2 separate regions of the Arachis hypogaea genome follow, and region 2 is linked to region 1. Evidence: chromatin contacts called from public Hi-C data. All regions are on one chromosome and are shown on one strand. Each heading gives the region's core, a stretch centred on a gene start, on an enhancer-like site or on the middle of the called end of the contact. The rest is flanking DNA. Distances are from core to core; before and after follow the strand shown.

What was found. Hi-C and Micro-C count contacts between places; a contact is called where the count stands out from the background.
Region 2: a contact with region 1 is called in a Hi-C map of leaf, with 1.7 times the contacts expected there. The contact joins the enhancer-like site here to the promoter of LOC112762424 in region 1. A contact is called at or near these places in 2 of 8 Hi-C or Micro-C datasets (both in leaf).

What each region holds. Positions count from the first base shown.
Region 1 is chr17:27,510,922-27,518,853 of arahy.Tifrunner.gnm2.J5K5, reverse strand. It overlaps LOC112762424 (zinc finger CCCH domain-containing protein 66), which reads left to right and starts at 3,537. Exons shown (of 2, transcript XM_025808257.3): 1 at 3,537-3,914; 2 at 4,602-7,117. The coding sequence starts at 4,640. The coding sequence ends at 6,745.
Region 2 is chr17:27,547,377-27,555,308 of arahy.Tifrunner.gnm2.J5K5, reverse strand. No RefSeq gene overlaps it. Among protein-coding and RNA genes, the nearest start is that of LOC112766901, 22 kb to the left of the region's middle. Within about 2 kb of position 4,693, at least 2 of the 3 cell types and tissues checked have open chromatin away from gene starts, as enhancers often do.

The sequences.
Region 1 (7,932 bases), core at 2,288-4,787:
GTCAGGTCAGATTATACTTCATTTTTAACAGATCAGACATATAATATATTTAATTAGTCTAATAGATTTTTTTAAGTATTAAATCTGATTTGTTATTGAGTTTGACTTGGCCTAAAATTTGATAAAAGACTTAATCTATATAATTTTTTATCAAAATAAAAATAAAAATAAAAATATTTAAAAAATTTGTTTCTTCTAAATAAGTATTTTTTTTACAATATATTAAATTCAATCCTTATAATAATATATAAATTTTTAAAATATTTAAAATATAAAAAATTATATATAATAAATTTAATAATTTTAATAAATATTTTAATTATAACAAATTATTTCTATATTTATTTATATTTTAATGAATTTTCAAGAAAATTTGACAGGTCTATTAGACTATTTTGTAAGTTTGGACCTGACCTATTGATAAAATTAGGTTTTTAAATTAATTTAAATATAAAACTATTTTTTGATAAGTTAGACATGGTCAAATCGAATGTAGACTAGGTTGCAGAATTTTGGCAGACGTCTGACATATTTCTATCTCTAGTCAGAATCACTTTGAGTCAATTACCATCTCTACATTAGGGCTGACAATGGGTAGGATAGGGTAGGGTTTGGACTCTACCCTAATCCTACTCACAGGTTGAAAACTTTCTTAAAACTCTACCCTATCCTACCCGCGGTACCTGCGGGTTGAGAATCTCTCAACCCTAATCCTATCTGCATCCTAACGTTCTAAACCCTATCATATCCAACCCTATCCACAGAAAAAAAAAGTTTTCAAACAAATATAAAATTCAACCATAACAAATTTTATACATATTAATAAAATAGAAAATAAAAAACTAAGTTCAAATTAAAATTAAAAACAATAAAATGTTAAAGAAATCCAACATAAAATTACAAATAATATTATCATCAACTAGATTAGTGGTTATTTCAAATTTTTATAAAAAAAATTATGAGTTCAACACTCATTTTTTTCACTACATACATAACTTTTACATATATTATAGAGTGCGGCTAGGATATACCCTGAATCCGTACCATACTCTATCTACAGACAAACTCGCATCGCACCCTATCCTACCCTATTCGCAGCAGATCGAATAGACAACCCTATTCGAACAGAGTATATATTGTCAGTCCTACTCTACATGAAAAAAATTCATATTTTTCGCTAGATCTAGCTCTAAAAGAATGTCTCAAAACTCAGTAAACGTTATTGTACAAATGCCCAAATTAACACTATAAGCTGTTAAAATTTATTTTCATGGTCTTTAAAGTTTCTTCACATGTCGCTTTCTCGTCTTTAATAATAGAGTTATCTGAATTAAGTTTAATGGATGAAGATTTAGGGAACAACCAACATACCTATTTTTCTATAAAGTTACCCACCCTCGTCTATACCTGAGACAACTTAGCATGGGTCAGGCAGTAATATTTAGCCAAATAAAAAATTAGTTCGAGAATCTTACTTTCATCAATGACTCTATTTCTTTCAAAAATAAACTTATTCTAATAAAATTATAGTCAATTCACAGTGCTCGTAAACAGAAGGAATCTCAAGACTCTTTTAAGGTAAAAAAATTGAGTTTAATTTGTTATCTGTTTTTTTACGTTTTTATATGCAATTTTACAGTCACAAAAAACATAAAACAAAGATTTAGATGAAAATCTATAAATACTACACAAATTATTCGAAGCCATATTTATTTTAAAGTGAAACTCATTTTTTAGTTTTGATATTATTCATTCAAAAACTAATTATTCTTTTATACAGTATTATTATAATTTGTTAACGAGTATTTTTAAGGTATTTATTAAATATTTTATTTTTTTAAATTTATGTATTTTGTTGTTATTCTTAAAAGAGTAAATTATCATTTCTATTTATGAAAGTTGAAAATGATGACATATCTACCAATAGAAGACGGAAATTACCATTTGTACCTATAAAAATGACTTTTGCAAGAAAAATTATCCAAACTCTAAAAAATTAAATAAAATTTCTAAACTACCCTTTTCTCCACCACTACTATCGTCTCTCCTTCTCCCCTCTCTCTCTCTCTCAATGTTCTCAGCTACTCCAATCCCAAATTCTGCCACCGCTTTCCTCCCCAACTACTACCATCATTGCTGCCATTACCATTACTACCACCGCCATCACCATTCTTCCTCCTCCCTCCACCTCTTCGACTCTGATCTCTCAACCGCAGGCTTCACTTTCCTCCCACCTTCCACCTCTTCCAAAACTCCAACCCCGTCGCCTCCTCCCCTACCAGCTTTGAAAGAAGCTGGAAGAGCTTGAAGAAAATCATTAACCAACAAAGACCAAGTCACTACAAACTTCAAGCAATTGGTGCAAGAAGAAGACCTATCACCCTTCTGTCCACCTCAACACCATTCACATTCACATTTCCATTATCACTCACTGAGTTCTATGAGAAAAATACCTAAGAAAGCCTTTAAGAGAACCTTCATTGACAACACTCTCTTCTTCTTCACATCGCAGATATGAAATTCACCATCTTGCTTCACCTGGGCAATCAAATAAATACCTTTCGTACCCTTATTCTTGTGCCCAAGATCCTTTACAGCTTTCCGAATACCCATTTTTAAAGGGGACACCGATTCCTTCACAACTTGAATGGAATTGAAGAAGGACTCAATTGGGTCGTTCTCAGACACTATTTTTCGATCAACCCTTGAAAAAGTCGCAGCCTTTGAGTGTGTGTGCGGAGAAAATCCAATCCGGTTCTCTGAAACCCGATCCAAATCGTCGAATAGTGGAAGCAAAGATACGTAATGCAGAAGCCTCTTTCACACGTTCTATGAATTCCAGGGCTAGACAGTTAAGCTTGATAGTGATGAAAGATGGTGAGGATGATGAGGTTAACGATAGTGACGGTTTACCCAACCCAATGGGTCGCTCACACTGCTCGCAGCGTCCTTAGATCTAGAAGATAAGCATACGTTAGATGATTATGTTGGTGATGGTGGTGCTGGTAATGTTGAGTCGCGACCGACATCGATGGGGGAGTATGTGGCAAAGGGATTAGGGTGACGGTTGAGGAGGAGGGCGAGGCGGTGAGATTGGGTCACTGAAAACATTGAGAGAGAAGGAGAAGACGATGGTAATAGTGGTGAATAAAATGATAGTTTAAGGATTTTATTTAATTTTTTAGAGTTTGAATAATTTTACATTTTTATTTACAAAAGCTATTTTTATAGGTACAAATAGTAATTTTTATCTTCTATAGATAAACATATCAACATTTTCAACTTTTATAAGTAAAAATAGTAATTTACTCTTCTTAAAAAGTTAAAACTATTAACTCCTCTTCATAGAATTTTTGTATTTTAAATTCAAAACCTATATTATTGATATATTTTTTAGTTTTTATATTACTTCCATTAATTATGTCACATACAACAGGAAAGAAAAGAAGTACAAAAGTCTGACTATGAGAAGTACTTATCTATCAATCCATATCTGTCCACCCATCCATAATTTCACAATAACAAGCTAAAAAATTATATTAATTGTGCATCAAATTTAAACTATGATTATGTGACTCATGTTTTTCTGGTAATAATTAAACAAATAAATGGAATTGGTATGGAGGTGGAGGAACCGGTGACTGGTGAGGCAGCTAGGTGGGTTCCACTTTTTGACCAAAACCATAAAATCAAATTAATAAAAAAAAAAGGATAACACAAAATCAAAAACTAAACTAAACTAAGGAAAAGTAGAAGAAGAAAAGTCTTCGCTTCTCTCTTCAAAAAAAGCCCTCTCCCCCTTCCCCTCCCTCAACCAATTTAAAAGCTGTTGCAACAAAACCAGACTCAAAGGGCTTCATTCATTCTTTAACACAAAGCTTCATTCTTTTGCTTTGTGTGTTTCTCTTGTTAAGGTATGCTTTCTCTATTTCTCTCTCTCTCTCTCTCTCTGAAAAATTGAGCTGAAAAGAAATAGAAAAGGAACTTTTCTCTTTTTTTTTTGTATGTTTTTTTTTATATGTTTTTTTTCCTTCTCTTTTTCTTTCCTTTTCCTTGGTTGCTAAGAAAATTATTGAGGTAATGGAAGGTATTAGTGTATTTTAATTGATGAAAGAGAATCGTTGATATGATTTTACATGTTTTATTTCCCATCCCCCTCCCCCCCCCCCCCCCCCTTCTTTCAAACTAAGAACAGGTTGTATTTGCTTTTTTTGGTTGTGTCTGCGGCGATTTCTTGTTATCTTCTTTTAATTGAATGATTTTTATGATTATCTGTTTATGTGTGACTATAAATAATCTTAATGAGTGAAAATAGGATGCTTGTTACAAATTCGTTAGTGATTCACGATTTTGGTAACTTGGTTGCTTGATATAATATGCATGATTTCATAATAATTTTATGAATCGAGTTAGGTTTGCTCAAACAGTAATTGCTGATTACAAACTGGGGGAATAATATGCCACCTTAATTTTCCTATCATCTGTTTCTGTTTTTGTTAGATTGAACTGAGTTTTTCACTTTTTTTGTGCTTTATATATGAAGTATAACATGTTTGGTGCAACAGTATCTTGAACCTGTTTTCTTTATGTGAAAATTTCAGATTCTTTTGAGCCCTAAAGGGAAGATTAAGATACATCCATGTGCAGCGGTTCCAAGAGGAAACCTACTCAAACTGGTTTGGTTATGGAGGATGATTATGGAAGAGAAGAAGGGCAGCATCAAAAGATATCTGCTTTGCTTGAACTTGCAGCTGCAGATGACCTAATTGGGTTCAAAGATGCAGTTGAGAAAGAGGGTTGTGATGTTGATGAGGCTGGGTCGTGGTTTGGAAGGAGGCTTGGCTCAAAGAAAGTGGGTTATGAAGAGAGGACACCACTTATGGTTGCTGCTATGTTTGGAAGCCTGAGAGTTTTGGCTTATATTCTTGGAACTGGCTGTGTTGATGTTAACAGGGCTAGTGGCTCGGATGGGGCTACTGCAATTCATTGTGCTGTTGCTGGGGGTTCTGCTGCTTCCCTTGAGGTTGTCAAGCTTTTGCTTGAATCATTGGCAGATGTTAGTACTGTTGATTCAAATGGTAACCGGCCATGCGATTTGGTTGTCTCTGGGGCTAACTCTATCCCCAATTCAAGGAAGAGGGTGCTGCAAGCCATGCTGGAAGGTACAGTTGGTACTGACAAGACGTTAGAGGATGTAGTTGGCCAAATCGAGGAACAACAAAGGGAAAATGCGGTGAACATGCCCCGTGTGTTGAAAGATGCGGCTGAGAGGAAGGATTATCCTGTTGATCACTCTCTTCCTGACATAAAGAACGGGATATATGGTACTGACGAGTTCAGGATGTATACATTCAAGGTGAAGCCTTGTTCAAGGGCTTATTCTCATGATTGGACCGAGTGTCCCTTTGTTCACCCAGGGGAAAATGCCAGGCGACGCGATCCAAGGAAATACCATTATAGCTGTGTGCCTTGTCCTGAATTCCGTAAGGGGTCATGCAGCAAGGGAGATTTTTGCGAGTATGCACATGGTATTTTCGAGTGCTGGCTTCATCCTGCCCAGTACCGGACCCGGCTTTGCAAGGACGAGGGTGCATGTACAAGAAGAGTTTGCTTCTTTGCTCACAAGCCTGAGGAGCTTCGCCCCCTCTATGCTTCTACTGGTTCGGCTATGCCATCTCCTAGATCCTACTCCAGTGGTTCTTCATTGGATATGGGTCCAGTTAGCCCAATAACACTTGGTTCTCCATCCGTTATGATACCACCCGCTTCAACACCGCCTTTGACTCCTTCTGGATCTTCCTCTCCTCTCTCCGGATCCATGTGGCAGACTCAATCTAACATCCCAACCCTGCAGCTTCCTAGAAGCAGCAGATTGAAAACTGCTTTAGCTGCTAGCGATATTAATTCGGATACTGAATTGCTTATGCTAATGATGGATGAGATGACTGGTCTTTCCTCCCCTTCTGGTTGGAGAAATTCCTTGACTAATAATAATCCATCTTATCACTATTCTTTGGGCGATCGTGCTGCAGATCTAAATAGGCTTTCAGGAGTGACGCCTACTAACCTTGACGACACTTTTGGGTCTGTCGACCCGTCAATTTTGTCCAAATTCAATGGAATCTCATTTGATGCTGCAGGACCTCAGTTACATCTTCCAACTGGATTGCAGATGCGCCAGAACATGAATCAGCAGCTGCGAGGCTATTCTTCTGGCCTTCCTTCTCCGAAAGTGATTGGATCCCCAAAATCCAGGGTTGATCCATCAGGGGAACCGACTTCACTGGCTTTTAATCCAAGACTTGCTGCCTTTTCACAGCGGAGCCAGAGCTTCATCGAGCGCAGCATGGGAAACCGTCATTCTGAGGTTCCTTCGCTGGCCACCTCTGTGGCAGCAAAGCCTTCTTTGGCATATTCTCATTGGGGCTCTCATGATGGAAAATTGGACTGGCCGATGCAGGGTGAAGAGCTGAACAAGCTGAGGAAATCTGCTTCTTTTGGATTTCGAAGCAGCAGCAATATTCCCTCGCCCAGGGCTGCGACCAGAATGTCAGCTGCAAAAGTTGACGAGCCGGACGTGTCTTGGGTTAGCTCGCTTGTGAAGGACGCTCCGGCACAGCCAGAGCCCGGCCAGTTTAGCGCCGAAGATCAGCAACAGCTGCAATGTCATCTCAACAATGGAACAGATGTGATTCCAGCATGGTTGGAGCAAATGTACATTGACCAGGAGCAACTGGTGGCATGAGATTAAATGCTAATTATTGGATTGCGGCTCTTCCTTGCAACTCTCAACAGTTTCATTTATTTGCTAATTTATTTATTTGAGTTTTTATACAACTTAATTAGATGGAAAAGGTGTAAACCAAAGGTAAGATTAGACTCAAAATGCAAGAATATGTAGACCTGGATGCTTGTTTTGTGCTCCAGCAAGTCAGCAACTACCCTTTAGTCTAGGGTAATTAATTAATTTGATTTTTTTTCCCCTAATCCTATTTTGTTATTAGTTATCATCTATTGAGTTGTAAGTTACAACTCTCAATTTATGCCAAAAGTTAAACAAAGTAGTGAAGATGTAATATTTTATATAAATGCCGATTCCCAATTTGCTTTTAACTCATTCATGGCCCTTTCATCTTTCTAAGTTTGTTTTGTATGCTGTTTTAACTGTTTTTGCTGCCGTTCTGAGTTATTCTTATTATTGCAGCAATGGAATAAGAATCTTAATTCATCTTGGGCAAAACTTAATCTTTCCAATTTTCACATGATATAGTGATATACTTTGCAGATAAAGAAAAGAGAAAAGGACAAATAGATCCTTGACCTTTTGCTCCGCAGACATTTTCGTCCCTGACCATTGAAAAATACTTTTAAGTCCTTCACCTTCACAAAACTTGGACAGATCAATCCCTAACGGAAGCATTTGGACAGATCAGTCCCTGACAGAGGCATTTGGACGGAGGGACTGATCCGTCCAAGTTTTGTGAAGGTCAGGTACTTAAAAGTATTTTTCAATGATCAGGGACAAAAATGTCCGCTGGACAAAAGGTTAGGGACCTATTTGTCATTTTCTTTAAAGAAAATAGTATTTACCCAATTACCCCTAACACAGGTCTTTATGTGTGTCGTGTTGAATAAAAGTACTTATGATGGCATAAGATTTTCTCTTATTGTAAAACAATTCTGAGCCACACAACTTTTTAAGTCGGTCCAATGAGGTTTTTTCTCAACATTGTTGAGCTAGTGAGCTACTATATGCATGCCACTTGTTATGTGTAAACAACACTACTTTTTGTAAGATAAAAATTTTGAAAAAGAAAACCATTTAGTTTTCAACTTTTGTTTGATTTTTTCTTTTTGGATTCACGCAGAATCGTGAATGAGCATACATTTGTGATTCACTGATTCTGGTTTCATTTTGCTCCATCTATAACC
Region 2 (7,932 bases), core at 3,444-5,943, 35 kb before region 1:
CCGGACAATTTAACCCAGCTGAAGGATTTGTCTTCAAAGCTGGAGATATCTTGGATTTCCACCTCCCCTCTCTAGTGCATACGATTAGTTGATTCTTAATCTTGTCTCCGTCCCGAGTCATGTTTCTTATTTTCATAGAAAAACCGGCAAGCTTGGAATAATGTTTGTAGAACTTTCCAACTTCTTCTAGTGTTGAAAATCATTCCCACTTTTGGGACAAATTTTTCATCCACAACACAGCTGGTCTGCATGGTGAACCGAAAAGGTTTATTATGGTGAAACAATTATATAGTGCTCAGTGAACAAAATAGAATATATTCCTCTATTTTTTTTTAGACTCATTTCTGCATACCGAACCGAACACATGCTCATGATGAAACAACTCTATAATACTTACCGAGCCGAAAAATTTCACAGTGAACGAAAGATAATTCATTATACAAAACCAAATTCGAAACAACTTTGTCTACAATTTAGATATTATCATTTCAATTCAATTCAATTCAGATTCAGATCACCTCCATTCATTCAATTCAATTCAAATAAAATTAGCAATTGCATTCCATTGAATTCGATTCAAAATTCAACAATCCAAACCTCATCAAATTGATGCGTTTCGGAAGAATAATCCAAATCGCACTTATTCAACTGATTTGAAGTTGATTCATTCATTGTTTTAATTCAGAAATCCAGATCAAAGAAGAAAACGAAGAAGAAAAAGAACGACGAAGCTAATTACTTCAAAGTCAATCCAGATCCATTATGCAGAGAAGAAAAACGCGAATAGAGAAGAACAAGGAATTTTATTAGGTTGAAGAAGAAGAAGAAGAACGCGAACAGAGAAGAAGAAGAAGAATGAAAATGCGAGAAGAGAACAAGATTTACGTTGAGAAAGGTTTATCACACAGTAAAAGGTTTACGTTATATACGTTATATGAGGCGCGTGTATAACAAATGACTGTGGGGTGGGAAAACGCGCGTGTGAAGGAAGTTACTTGAATAACATCTATGTATTTTTTACATGGATGTAGAGCTTTTCTAATATTTATATATGCATGTGTCTCATTATAAAATTATATTTGTCTTTACATTAAAATAAAATTTATCTTATTAAATTTTGTATTAAAAAATTATTTTATTTAATAAATTTAACTATTTTGTATTCTAAAAATATATTTTAAAAATATAATAATAAAATTTTTTAAATTTTTAATGTATTTAATATATTAAAAATATTTATTTTTTAATTTTTTTAGTAAGTTTTTTTATAATATTCTTAAAATATATTCTTAGAATACATGTTCGTAAGATTTTATCAAGGTTGCGAGAACCGGACCGGTTAATAAACCGGTGAGGTCACTGGTTCAATGGTTCACTGGTTCGACCGGGGTTCAATCGGAATTCAACCGGTTTAATTAAATATTAAATAAAATTATTAAAAAAATCTAAAAATAATTTTAAATATATAAATTCAATAATTTCTAACTTAATAAAATTTAAAATTTCACATAATAAATTATCCATAACTTAATATTAGAGGTTCACAAACAACTTCAAACATCAAAGTTTATAACTAAACAAAAAAAAAAAGCACATAATGACAAACCCATAATGTTCTATATTCAAAAGAAACAATTACTAGCAAGTTTTCAACTAATCAAAAGTGCAACTCATCAAAAGAGAAAAAGAATTGAGCCTTTAATGTACTTATATGAATTGATGATGGATAAGAAAATCATAGATGCACCTCAAAGCACAAGTCATCACCAAGACCTAAACATAGCATAATGAATAATTTAGCTCAACTAACAAAAAAAGCTAATTAACACAATGCTACTTCCCAATTAGCTCAGGCTTTTTTGTGTCACTTCAACAACCAAAATGGGCACTAAAACAAAGCTTGTTTTTATTAACTATGTTGATTACTTTGTCACTTTCTAGTGTTGGAATGGTTCAAGGCAGCAGCAGAAAACTTCTGGCACCAACATTTCCTGATTTTGGCAGCTATGATTTTCCTCCATTTCCACCGGTGACTGACTGGCCTGAGTACAAATTCATCATGAACAAATTCTATTATACCACAAAGCCAGCCAGCTAGGGAAACTTGAAAGGCAAAAGCACATGAATGATGAATCAAAGAAAAATATCCCCCAACCATAAAAATTGTAAACTCTTGAACAAAACCAAATTATTTTGAAAATTAATGCAAAAAAAAAAATCTGTTGCGGCAGAATCTGAAAAATTTTGAATGAGCTGCAATGCTGCATAATTTGTTACAGTAAAGCATCAGATCCAAATCAAACACCAAAGGCAAGAAGCAATAAGAACAAAATGGCAAAAAAATAGAAGCAAACAATGGATGAATCATGAATAAAAATTGAAGCAGAAGCAAACAGATTCATGAAGCAACAAAACCCTATTTCTAAACAGATTCATGAAGCAGCAAAATTGAAGCAGCAAAAATTGAAGCAGCAAAAATTGAACTCAGATTCATGAAGCAGCAAAATTCATGAAACAGCAACTCAAAATTGAAGCAGAAAAATTGAAGCAGCATAAATTGAAGCAGCAAAAATTGAACTCAGATTCATGAAGCAGCAAAATTGAAGAAACAGCAACTCAAAATTGAAGCAGCAAAAATTGAACTCAGATTCATGAAGCAGCAAAATTGAAGCAGCAAAAATAATCCCCAGCTGCCTTCAACGCATCATAATAGAAAGCCAAAAACAGATTCAAGATTCATCAAACAGAAACCAAAATCATGTAATCCAGATAAACATGAAGCAGCAACTCAAAATCATGTAATCCAGATAAACATCAAAGAGCATGTTTTCTGTGATAGAGAAGAACAGAAACATGAACAGAAATAGGAACATGAACTCAAATAGGAACAGAACCATGAACAGAAACATGCCCGCATACATGAACCGAGGTGGAAGGCAGAGTATTACCGGCGACGACGGTGGAGGTGGAGAGCTCGGCGACGACGGTGGAGGTGGAGAGCTGGACGACGACGGTGGAGGTGGCGAGCTGGGCGACGGCGATGGAGGAGAGGTGCGACGGTGGAGGTGGCGAGCTGGGCGACAACGATGGAGGAGAGGTGCGACGGCGATGAGGGGCTGTGGGAGGGTGAGAGGGTGAGAGCTGAGAGATACTGAGATACTGAGGGTGGTGGCTTTAGGTTCGTGCATAGCTGATAGCCCTTTTCTTTTTTTTTCTTTTTTTTCTCTTCAAAACGACGCCGTTTTGAAGTTTAATATGCAAATCAATAAACCGTGGAAAAACCGGACGGTTCTCCCGGTTCACCGGTTAACCGCCGGTTCGACCGGTTTTTTCACCGGTTTTTTGCCAGCCGGTTTCTGACCTTACCCGGACCGGTTAGGTGACCGGTTTCCGGTTTTTCCGGTTGAACCGGCCGGTCCGGTTCGGTTTTCAGAACCATGAATTTTATATATTAAACTAACTTAACAAAAAATAAAATATTGTGATAATATTTAATTAATAAATTTATTTAATTGAAATTTATACTTTTCACTTAATTTTAATATTTACTAATAAACTAAATATGTATTTTAATTATTAATTCTCAAATATAAACTAAATATAAATTATTTAAGAATTAGTTGAATAAAGCATTTTGTATTTCTATCTATCTATCTAACTAACTTCTTTATTGTTATTATTATTATTAGAAACCAAATTTGGTCGTTTTTATTAAATAATTGAATAATCATTAAGTAATCTATAAAATATATAATAGAGATATGAGAAATTTAGTGTTATTTTTTAAAATATCATTCATCACAAATAATTTATAAAAAATATATTTTGGTATTTCAAATTCTCAAATAAAAAATCTCTTAATTAGAAAATAATCAATCTACTTGATTAATCTTATATTTATTACTATTATTATTATTATTATTATTATTTAACATTTAATACTAAATATAGATAATATACTAATATGGATGATAAAAAATTATTAAATATTGAATATTTTTATATTATTTAATTATATATACTTCGATATATTTATATAAAAATTTTTGTTATTCTTATATGATATATATTTGTCCTCATCGTTTAAAATTTTTAGATTCACTACTGTGTAAAACTGGAAAAGTACATAATGTGATTATAAATATAAATATTTTCTATCGTAACTGCACATAATTAAACTTTATTTTATGTATATTATTAATTAGCACAAAATATTTACATTTTTATCTTCAGCTACTTATCTTCATGATCATATCAAGCAATACAATGACTTAAGTCAAAGATTTAGTTAAATTAAAAACCTTAGACACATGAATTTAATCAAATTAAAATATAATTATCATTATTATATGGGTTTTTTTTTAATAAACATTTTTATTGAAAAAGTGGTCAAACAGGTTTTATTGAAAATTAAGTTTTTATGTTTTTAATAAGTTCTTAATGCATTAAATGTATAAAAATTTGTTAAGTTCCAATAAGTTAATTTCGTTCACCCAGGTTTAATAACATGTATTTTGTGCATATTTATTTTAATAAAAAACTCCCCCAATCAACGTAATGACGTATGCTAGCATGCTGTGGAATTTCCTCGTCCCATAATAGAAAATAATAAAAAGAAGAATAGATGGGGTCCACCATACAGATAATGGTTTTCCGACCAAACCGTGGAGCATAACAAGATGACAGACCAATAAAAGAGGCTACGAAACGGAAAGCTAGCGAAGAAGAGGGAACTGTGAGCGATACGAGGGTGACAGGTGTGTGAGTAAAGAGAAACCAAAGCGAAGAAAAGGAAAAGGGTACGAAAAAATCCAAAACGCGAAAGGCGTGAGCATCCGGAACAAGAGGTTGGGTCGTTTTAGTGTGGCCCTTCATAGATTACAAAGAGGGACACGTGCGTTTCCACTATTCGCCACTTATTTCTAGATATTATCAGCCGCCTGGCCCACGTCACTTTCTTCTTCATTTTTTTATAAACCTCAATTCTAAAAAATTTTAAATAGAATATTTTGATGAATTTAATTTTAAAGCACTAAAATTATTTTATATATTCATCTAATTATATAATGTCACATTAGTAAATAATTATTTTTATATAAATTATATAAATAATTATCTAAAAAATAATTATAATTATATAATTATATAAAATATTTTTTATTGTCAATACATGAAAATTAAACTCTTAGATATACAACAAATTTTTGTTAATTTAAAAATATTTTAGATGAATTGATTTCTTTATGGATAGAATTAATTTTTTATAATAATATTTACTAAAATTTAATTATCTTACAATAAAATTTATTTAATATATATTAAATATTTTATTTTATCGTATAAAAAAATTAAATTGTCTGACAAAAGCAATATTTAAAAATTTTTAAAATAATAAAAATTTATTAACGATTAAAATATCTAATTTAAAATTTGTTGAGGATGAATTTCAATATATAATTTTTTTTGTACGGCAAGTTTTTTCCTTTTATTTGATTTTGGAATAAAATTTTACATTCAAACAAAATATTTAACTAAATATAACCAAGTTGTTATAACAACTTTTCAAATCATACGTCTTCTATTCTGTTTCTTTCTCCTTCTTCTACTGTGTTTCTTTCTCCTTCTCGTCTTCGTCTTTCTTCTTCTTTCCTCCTTCTTCTTCTTCCTTTCTTCTTCTCCTTCTTCTTCTTTTTCCAAATTCGCACAAACAAGTTTTTCTTCTTCCCTCCTCCTCCTCCCGCCCCCTCCCCCCAATGTTGTGTCTTCTTCCTTTTTTTTTCCTTTTTCATTATCGTCATCACCAATAACACTAACATTTTGGTAACATCTTTATTAGTTCTGCTTTTTTCTGATTTTTTATTCTTTAAGTAATTTTTTAACTGTTTGTTCAAAACTGAATCGAATTCGGTTGATTTGTGAATTAAGTTAGGTTCACTTGATACTACTTTTAAGTATTCACCAAATCTGTTATTCCTTAAGAAATTTGGTTCATCTCTTAATTTAATTGAGTTCATTTGCATGCAAAAATGAATTGAAATGTATTTTTCTTACTGATTGAATATTTCTCACTTTTTGTTCAAATCTGAAACGAATTCGGTTCATTTGTGAATTGAGTTAGATTCATTTGATACTACTGTTAAGTATTAACCAAATTTGAACCAAATTCAGTTCATTTCTGAATCCAAATGAACCTCAATCAAAAGGAGGAAAAGAAAAATGTAGCAACAACAGGAACAATAAAAGAATGACGATTGAGAGAAAAACACGCGAAGAAGAAGGAACGTGAAAAAGAAGAAGAAGGAAGGCGTAGACGAAAAAAAGAAGACGAAGAAGCGTTATTGAAACGTGTATGTATACGTGAGTGTAATGAAATTGATTTTTGTTGAGTTTGGGTCTGGATGTGTAGTTAGACTGTTGTTTTTTGTCATATTTTTTAATTTTAATTTGGGTATCTTCTGAGATGATTAAAAAAATGCGTAATATTCTAAATCAGTCTCTAAAAAATTTTTTGTTGAATACTTTAGTCGGTTAATTTTTTTTGGAAATAGAAAAAGATTGTATATAATTTAATGTAATGATAAATTGGTGTATTTTTTCTGATATGAGTTTTATTTTTTTTTTTAACTTTAAATAACAAATTGAACCATCAAATTTGAGTAATAATAAATTTTGTAAACAAATATAAAGATTATATTTTATAATGCACAAATCGAAAGGTTCCATTTATGTTAAAATAACTTTTTTTCATCTTAAAATAAATAAGAGAATTTGAACTGCACATGTAAAATTTTTTTAATACTAAAATATAAATCTAAGAGTAAGATTTATATTTAAAAAAAAAATTGATCCTCAGATTTGCATGTTTAAAAAGAATTGAAAATCATAAATTCGATCTTCACATAAAAAAACCACACCAAATTTTAACAATGTTATTAAACATCACTAAAAAAGTAACACCAAAATTAAAAAGTATACTTTAGTCCTCTAAAAATTTTAAACACCAAATCAATTTACAAACTTTTATTTTACTACACAAATCAACGTGAAGATTGTAATTATATAATAAAGAGATGGATATGAAAATTTTAAAGTTTTTAAAAGCTTTTATGTTTTTTTTATTAAATAACGACAGAGATTAATTTATCTAACTATTATCAAAATTTGATGTTAAGATTGATATGTTTAATAGCATAAAAAATTAAAACTAATTTAATAATTAAAATTTATTAAAAATTAAATTATCTGATTAAAAATATTTTAGAAACATATTTAAGTATTAATCTATATTTATTATCCTCTTTTGAGTTTAGCCATTCGAGATTTTAAAGAGTTTAAGAATACGTTGATGAAGAGGGGAAAAATATGTATATATACAACAATAACAAAAACAATAAAAAAGTTAAGGTGAAAAAAAAAAGATTATACACAAAAAAAATTAGAAAAGAATATTAGTATAAGGTTTTTTCAATTTTTATTTTCTATGAAGCTAGGTGTTTAATTAGTATGCAGTTATCATGTAAAACATTTTTAGTTTGTACGTTAAAATAGTTTGTACTATTATTTAAGTTAAATTCTAAAATATTTAGTATTTTTATTAGCTAATTTTTTTATATATTTTAACGTAAACTTTACACTATAAGGCAAATATATATTAATATTCACACACATCATCTAAAAAAGAAAATACTTTAATTTATATGAAAATATATAATTTCTTCTAAGAATTTTTATTGTTCAACTATATAATTTTTTTAATAAAATAAAATACTTTAATTTATTTTTACTTTGAAGTTCTATAATTAGAAAATAAACACAAAGCAAGCGTTTTTAATTAAGCTTACGCTAAAAGTACCATTAATTTATCTTTATTCGTATTTTTTCTTTTATTGCCTTATAAAATCTAAAAGATTACATGTTACTCCCTGATTCTAA